Regions from separate parts of the Sus scrofa genome. Here region 2 is linked to region 1. Evidence: chromatin contacts called from public promoter capture Hi-C data. All regions are on one chromosome and are shown on one strand. Each heading gives the region's core, a stretch centred on a gene start, on an enhancer-like site or on the middle of the called end of the contact. The rest is flanking DNA. Distances are from core to core; before and after follow the strand shown.

Region 1 (3,216 bases), core at 480-2,979:
CAGATTCATTAACCACTGAGCCACGATGACAAATACGTTAAATAACCTCTAGATTTATTTATTTATTTTTTATCTTTTCTAGGGCCACACCCGTGGCATATGGAGGTTCCCAGGCTAGGGGTCCAATCGGAGCTGTAGCCACCGGCCTACACCAGAGCCACAGCAACGCGGGATCCGAGCCGCACCTGCAACCTACACCACAGCTCACTGAGCGAGGCCAGGGATCGAACTCACAACCTCATGGTTCCTAGTCGGATTCGTTAACCACTGAGCCACGACCGGGAACGCCTAGATTTCTTATAATACCTAATTCAATGTAAATGCTATGTAAACAGTTGCCAGGCTCACAGAAAATTCAAGCTTTGCTTTTTTGGAACTTTGGAAAGTATTTGGAAAAAACTTTCCATCCAAGGTTGGCTGAATGTATGCATTCTGAACCACAGATATGGAAGTGTTTCATTTAATACTCACAATAGCCACAGGAGGTCAGTATTACTTAATTTGTACTTAATTTCCAAGACAAGAAAATTGAGAGCTGGAGCAAGTGAATCCTTTGCTTGAGTCATTCACTGGAGAAGTGGATACTGGCTAGACCAGAATTCAAACCCAGGTGTTTTTCTTAGTCCCCAAGCTGACCCCAGAGCCTCCAGGCTTAACGGACATCTGCATTGGTTCCCTACAGAAAGGGTAACTGGGAACCAGGCCCAATTGAGGTCACATGAAGTCACTTTCTGGAAAGACTCCAACTGCTGCAGACCCAACCTGTGCTATCTGAAGCGTCAGGGGTGGGAACCTCACTGCAAAAATCTGCAATCCCCAGGCTGAGATGAGATTTCTGACTGAACTAAACACACACACCCACCCACCCCACCACCAACACCTGAGGCCAAAGAATGAGTCACTGCAAAAATCTGCAATCCTCAGGCTGAGATGAGATTTCTGACTGAATTACACACACACACACACCCCACCAACACCTGAGGCCAAAGAATGAGTCCCTCGAACTGTAAAAGTAATGGTCTCACCAGACAAAGCCCACTCTCTCAGGCTGGTCTGGAGCCACAAAGGGGCCCAGGAAGAGGGGTGAGCCGACCCACCAGACCTGCAGGATGTGGCCGCCAGCTGACTGCGACCAGCACACATAGTGTGTTCTCATTTCTGTAAAATACAATGCAAAGATACTCATGTAAAACCGCTGAGGATGTAGCCTCAACCCTTAGCAATGATTATTTTGCAGTGGGGAGTGCAGGAGACCAGGGGCTACCTTATTCTCCAGGTAATACTGCTGCAAAGATTGATTTTTTTAAAAAAAAGCAGAAAAAAATCCAATTATACTTAAAACGAAAAAGCAGTAACATCTGGATAAATAAATGACATCTAAAAATAAATAAATAAACTGAAGGCAGAGCCAAGCCCAACTCTAAAGGAAGCAATCTGCTCCCCTTCCCCGCCCCGCCCCGCCCCAGCCCTAAAACCCCGGCCCCAGCCCCCGGTCCTGCGGGGCTGCACTCCCGGGGGTACCCGGGGCCCCCAAGTCTCCGTCCTCCCCCAAAGCAGTCTCCAAGGCCCGCCCCCCAGGCTCTGCCTGGGCCCTGGCCCCTGAGCCGAGCCGGGGAGGAGGGCCCCCGGCCCGCCGGGCACAGGCCTCCTGGGAACCGCGGGCCCAGACTCGGCCCGCGGGCGGGCGCGGCATCGCGTGACCTGCAGCCACGTGACCTGCGCGGGGCGGGGCCGCCAGCGCCGTGTCGCCGCAGCCGCCGCGGGAGGCGTCCGCGTAAGTGGGGAGCCGGGTCCGCGGGGACCCTCCCCGCGGGCGGGGGGGGCCAGGCACTGCCCCAGCCTCTGGCGCCCTGGCGCCGGGACCCCCAGCGATCCGCGCAGACCCCTTCCCCGGGGGGTGGGGGCAATGGGCTCGCCAGCGGGGGGGGGGGGGAATACCCCTGTACCCCGCCGATCTGGCCACCTCCCCGCGGGCCTTCCCACTCTCATTTGACCGCAGGCAGCGGGGAACGAACGCCCTCCTTCCTGAGCCATTACCTTTAGCCTGTGCTCTTTGGGGGGAACTGGGGATCCGCAAAGCGAAGCAGGCCAGGGGGAACACCCCTCTGTGGTACTAAGAGCACCCCTCTCCGGGCCCCCACCTGCCCGAGTGATCCAGGGTGACCCCGTGGCCCTTCTGTTTATCGAGGAAGAGTCCACGGGTAGAGTATCCAGCCAGGTGGCTGTCGAGGGGCGGGGAAGGGGGCCTGGGTCGAGCCACAAGATAATTGTCAACATATTATGTGGTTTACATGCAATTTCTCATCTAATACTCACTATCGTGAAATTTGTCAGGTAGGTGCTCTTTTCAGTAAGATTTCGAAAACGGGCTCAGAGAATTTTGCTCCTTTAACCAAGGTCCTGCAGTTGATAAATGGAAGAACAGAGATTGGAAACCAGGTCTTGGAGTTCCTGTTGTGGCTCAGTGGTTAATGAATCCAACAAGGAACCATGAGGTTGCGGGTTCGATCTCTGGCCTCGCTCAGTGGGTTAAGGATCCGCCGTTGCCCCGAACTGTGGTGTAGGTCGCAGACATGGCTTGGATCCCTTGTTGCTGTGGCTGTGGTTTAGGCCGGCGGCTACTATAGTTCCAGTTAGACCCCTAGCCTGGGAACCTCCATGTGCTGAGGGTGCAGCCCTCTCAAAGCAGCACCTCGGAGTGGGTGGTGGAGGCATTTGGCCCAGCCTGTTAATGCTCCTGAACTGAAAGCGTCTTCCTCTTCCTGGCTCGGACCGCGTGGAGAGAGGGCGCTGCTGGGTGCCAGGACCTTCTCCCCTCCACCTAACCACCTCCACCCCCTTCTCCCTGCCCCTTATCTTTTGCCACCTGCCTCTGCAGAACAAGATGAAGCTCATCATCCTGGACCACTACTCCCAGGCCAGTGAGTGGGCGGCCAAATACATCAGGAACCGCATCATCCAGTTTAACCCAGGGCCAGACAAGTACTTCACGCTGGGGCTCCCCACCGGTGCGTTACTGGATGGGGAAGGGGTGGGCGTGGGCATCAGGGGCTTTTCAGGGGCCAGATAAGTAGGCTTCGTCAACCAGAGGTCTTTAAGGAGGGCTCTGAGGCGCTGGCCCTACGAGTGATCAACTTGCCTGTCCTCCGGACATACAAGACAGGGGAGCCAGCTTTCTCTCTGGGTTGGTTGTGTTGCTGCCTGGTTCTGAAGGGT
Region 2 (3,355 bases), core at 280-2,779, 630 kb before region 1:
GTTGTGCCATGAGAGGAACTCCCATCATTACTGCCTCTAATATCCTCTACAGTTTGCTTTCACAGTGCTCTCCCTCAAATTCAAGGGACAGAAGAGACAAAGTTGTTAAATAAAAACTGCCTTAGTTATTGAGGGAAGCTGAATTCAATTATTAAAGGAAGCTTCCAGTTTGAGAATGTGAACTTAGAGGTTTCTATATTTGAGGCAAAGGTTCCTTAGGTTTGTGAAGAGTGAGGGGGATGCTTTCCAGTAGGGGAAGGATTATTAGGAACACAGGCATGTTCTCAGGCAAGCCAGTTTTATGAAAAAGTACCTAAAGAAACGGGGAACCTGGAAAGTGGTTCTCTAAAAATAACCCCCCCCACCCCGGGTGCCCATTGGAAAGTCTTGAAAACCACCATCCTGGGGCGAATCATGCTAGTGGCCAGCAGAGGGCAGTGTTGGACAAGCTGTTAGGCTCCATCTCCCTGGCTCCTCCCCAGGGCAGTAGACAGAAAGGGCAATTTCCCCTGGAGGCAGTGGCGAGCCCAGCCTGGGCGGCCCAGCCCAGTCTTCTCTGGTGTGTGTGTTTGCACAGTGAATTATTCATAGGAAACTGGCTTCATGGAGACTGGAGGCCAGAGACTCTCCATCCTGTACCAAGAATCAGGGCCTGGGACTGGACACAGATGAAAACCCTTATTCTTTTTCCCCTTCAAGAAACTGTGTTTGGGGGAAGAAATTGAAGAGTGACGTCATGGGTATGAATCAACCATGGACGTTTTTGTTTTTCTTCTTAAAGAAATGAAAACAACAGTGAAGTCTCAATAATTTATAGCTTCAGGAGACAGGGAGCAAAGTGGCAGCAAGCTGCCGCTCTGCGAGCTCACCCTCCCTGGCCTCTGCCCCTCTGGCAGAGCTGTCAGGGCTCTAGAAACAACCATGCTGATGGCGCGAAGAGGAGGATGGGCAGGTGGCATTTTGTCAGGCAGGAGGGCTTCCCAGCTTCCCAGGCAGGTCTGGAGAGGAAGGATCAGAGGTGAAAATCCAAGTTCCTTAAATATTTAAAGTTTTACAAGCTTAGGAGTTAAAAGCAGAAACAGCCAGGGGAAACAGCCAGCATCTCTGTGATTCAGGGTTCGAGCCTGACTCGTCACATGCTCACACCCCCCGCCCGAGGTTGCTAAGAGGGGCTCTTATGTCTGCAGCCAGAAGTGTGTTGACGGTAGGAATGCAGTACAAAGCAGTGACTTTGCTCATGACACATATCCTTCCTGAATCCTCAAAGGGTGGGGATGAGCTGGTGGAAATAAAGTTAGGAATCTGAACTAGCTGCTCGGATATACTAAAAGTGACCTGGGGAGAAAGACCCTCTGGCTGCCCTTCCGCCTTGCACAGGGAAAGGTAACCGGGCCGGTTCCAAAAGTGGCTCGGAGACAGCTTGGATGGGACATCTGTCCTTTCATCTGGCATCTATCCAGCCCCCAAATAGCTTCTGTGTTTGGTCCAAAAATAAAATCACATGAGAGGGGGGAGAAATAAATGCACAAGGACTTGCCCTTGGACTTTCTGTGAGTGCCCCAGCCACCCTGGTCAGGGCCCTGGGAGCGTGGCCTCACCATACACTCCCCTGCCTCCCTCTCGGGGCTCCCCAAGGCTGGGGAACCAACGACCTGGATCAGGGCGGGCGTGGGCTGCCGTCTGCAGGCAGCCCCTTCTCTGGGGCCCCCTCGAGCCCCAGTCACAGCAGTGAGGGAGCGGGAGAGAGAGGACCGCAGACCCAGCCGCCCGCACTCCAGGGAAAAAGGGCATCGCCTCCTTTGGTGAAGGACACTCCCTGCTGATGGAGGATGGGAAATCCCTTCCTCCTGCCGCAGCCCAGCTGGCCTGCAGTGGACCTGCTAGGACAGTGTGGACCTTGTAGGCTGTCGCAGCTGCCGTCGCCCCAGAGAGAAAGCGCCCCAGAGCCAAAGCTCCAAGGTGAGTGCGCCTGTTTCTCCAGGGGGCTCAGATTGCGGTGGACGTTCTGCCTGGCTTCAGGCTTATGCTCAGCATGCATGCTCTCCACACGCCCCTTCTCCCTCTTCTCCTCCCTGATCTGAGTCCGTGGCGGGGGTGAGTCTATGTGATGGATGCTGGGGTAAAACATTCCTGCACTCTCCTCTCTCACTCGGAGGCCAGCCTGCTTCCAGAAAGAACTGGGTGAGTCTAATGCTTAGCAGGGAAGCAGGAAGGGGTTCCTACCAAGTGAATTATCTTTGCTGAGATCCAAGAAGACATTTCTCCGAAGAACCATTAGACAGATTCCATTACAGTCACGTTAATGTCTAGCTTTGAAAAGCTCTGCCTCAAATAGGAAATAAACAAAAGGATGCCAGCTGAACCCTTGTCATTGGGCAAAAAGGAGAAAATGCAAATGTGGTCTGCAGAGCTTCCTCCCCCGCCTCTTACCCTATCTCTTCCTGATGTCTTGGAACCCTGCAAAATATTCTTAACAGATCCAAGAATTCATTTCTTTGGTTGTGAACAAGAAGGAATACATCAAGGGTTTGGGAAGAACTGCTCTGAAAGCAGAGCCCAGGGACAAAGAAGAAGGGAGAAATTTTGTGGAGCCATGGTTTCTTCCTTCTCTAGTCTCTGCCTCCCAAGCCTGGGACAGGTGCCTGCACCGCTTCTGGGATACGGGCTAAAGTCTCCATCACTTGGGCACATGCACTGTTTTTCCGAGACACGCACCGCCCCTCACTAGGGACCACAAATAGCTATGCTGAGGGTAAACCAATAAAATGTTGGTAGGAACAAGGTACCTCCTTGACTATGTCAAGATTCTTTTAGGGACAATGGACTGAAATCCAGTTGGAAGAGACTTAGGCAACTGGCAAGGCCAGGGGTTTGGGAAGGTGGGGTCCAGGTGCCTAGGCAATGGCACCCTGAATCTGTCTCTCTGCATTTGTTGGCTCTGTGTCCCTGCGTCATTCTGTTCCCCGGGAGGCTCACCTATCCTGGGGGCAGGGTGGCGGCCAGCCGCTCCAGGCTGCACCCTGGGGGCACAGCCCCCCTTCAAGAACGGTGCTCCCCTTCCCTGCAGTTCTAGCTAGACTCTCAGGGTCACGTTTCACAGAGCCAGTGTGGGTACTGCACCCAGCCCTGCCATGGGGTCTGGTCATCTCCACCCCAAAGCACATGCCCTGAGAGTGATGACGGGCGGGGGTCCCCAAAGACAATCGAGGGGGCTGGCTGCAGGACTGCCGAGGTCCCTGCTTACCATTTTCTGCTGCGTTTTTGGTGGGCTGTCTGGATGAAGAGCCAAAACTCCTCCAACATAACTCCTCCTCCTTCCTCCCTCTTTCCGTCCACAAAAATGTCTTAGTGACAG

Evidence for each region. Promoter capture Hi-C pulls out the DNA fragments that hold promoters and counts their contacts.
Region 2: a promoter capture Hi-C map of liver shows a contact between it and region 1, with 4 times the contacts expected there. The contact joins the promoter of FGF1 here to the promoter of GNPDA1 in region 1. A contact is called at or near these places in 2 of 5 promoter capture datasets (fetal skeletal muscle and liver) and 4 of 47 Hi-C or Micro-C datasets (heart right ventricle, mesenteric adipose tissue, skeletal muscle and 1 more).

What each region holds. Positions count from the first base shown.
Region 1 is chr2:143,614,550-143,617,765 of Sscrofa11.1, reverse strand. It overlaps GNPDA1 (glucosamine-6-phosphate deaminase 1), which reads left to right and starts at 1,729. Exons shown (of 7, transcript NM_001244093.1): 1 at 1,729-1,774; 2 at 2,879-3,008. The coding sequence starts at 2,885. It overlaps LOC106509594 (a long non-coding RNA gene), which reads right to left. Exons shown (of 3, transcript XR_002341961.1): 2 at 2,317-2,400.
Region 2 is chr2:144,239,519-144,242,873 of Sscrofa11.1, reverse strand. FGF1 (fibroblast growth factor 1) reads left to right here and starts at 1,529. Exons shown (of 6, transcript XR_002341962.1): 1 at 1,529-1,959.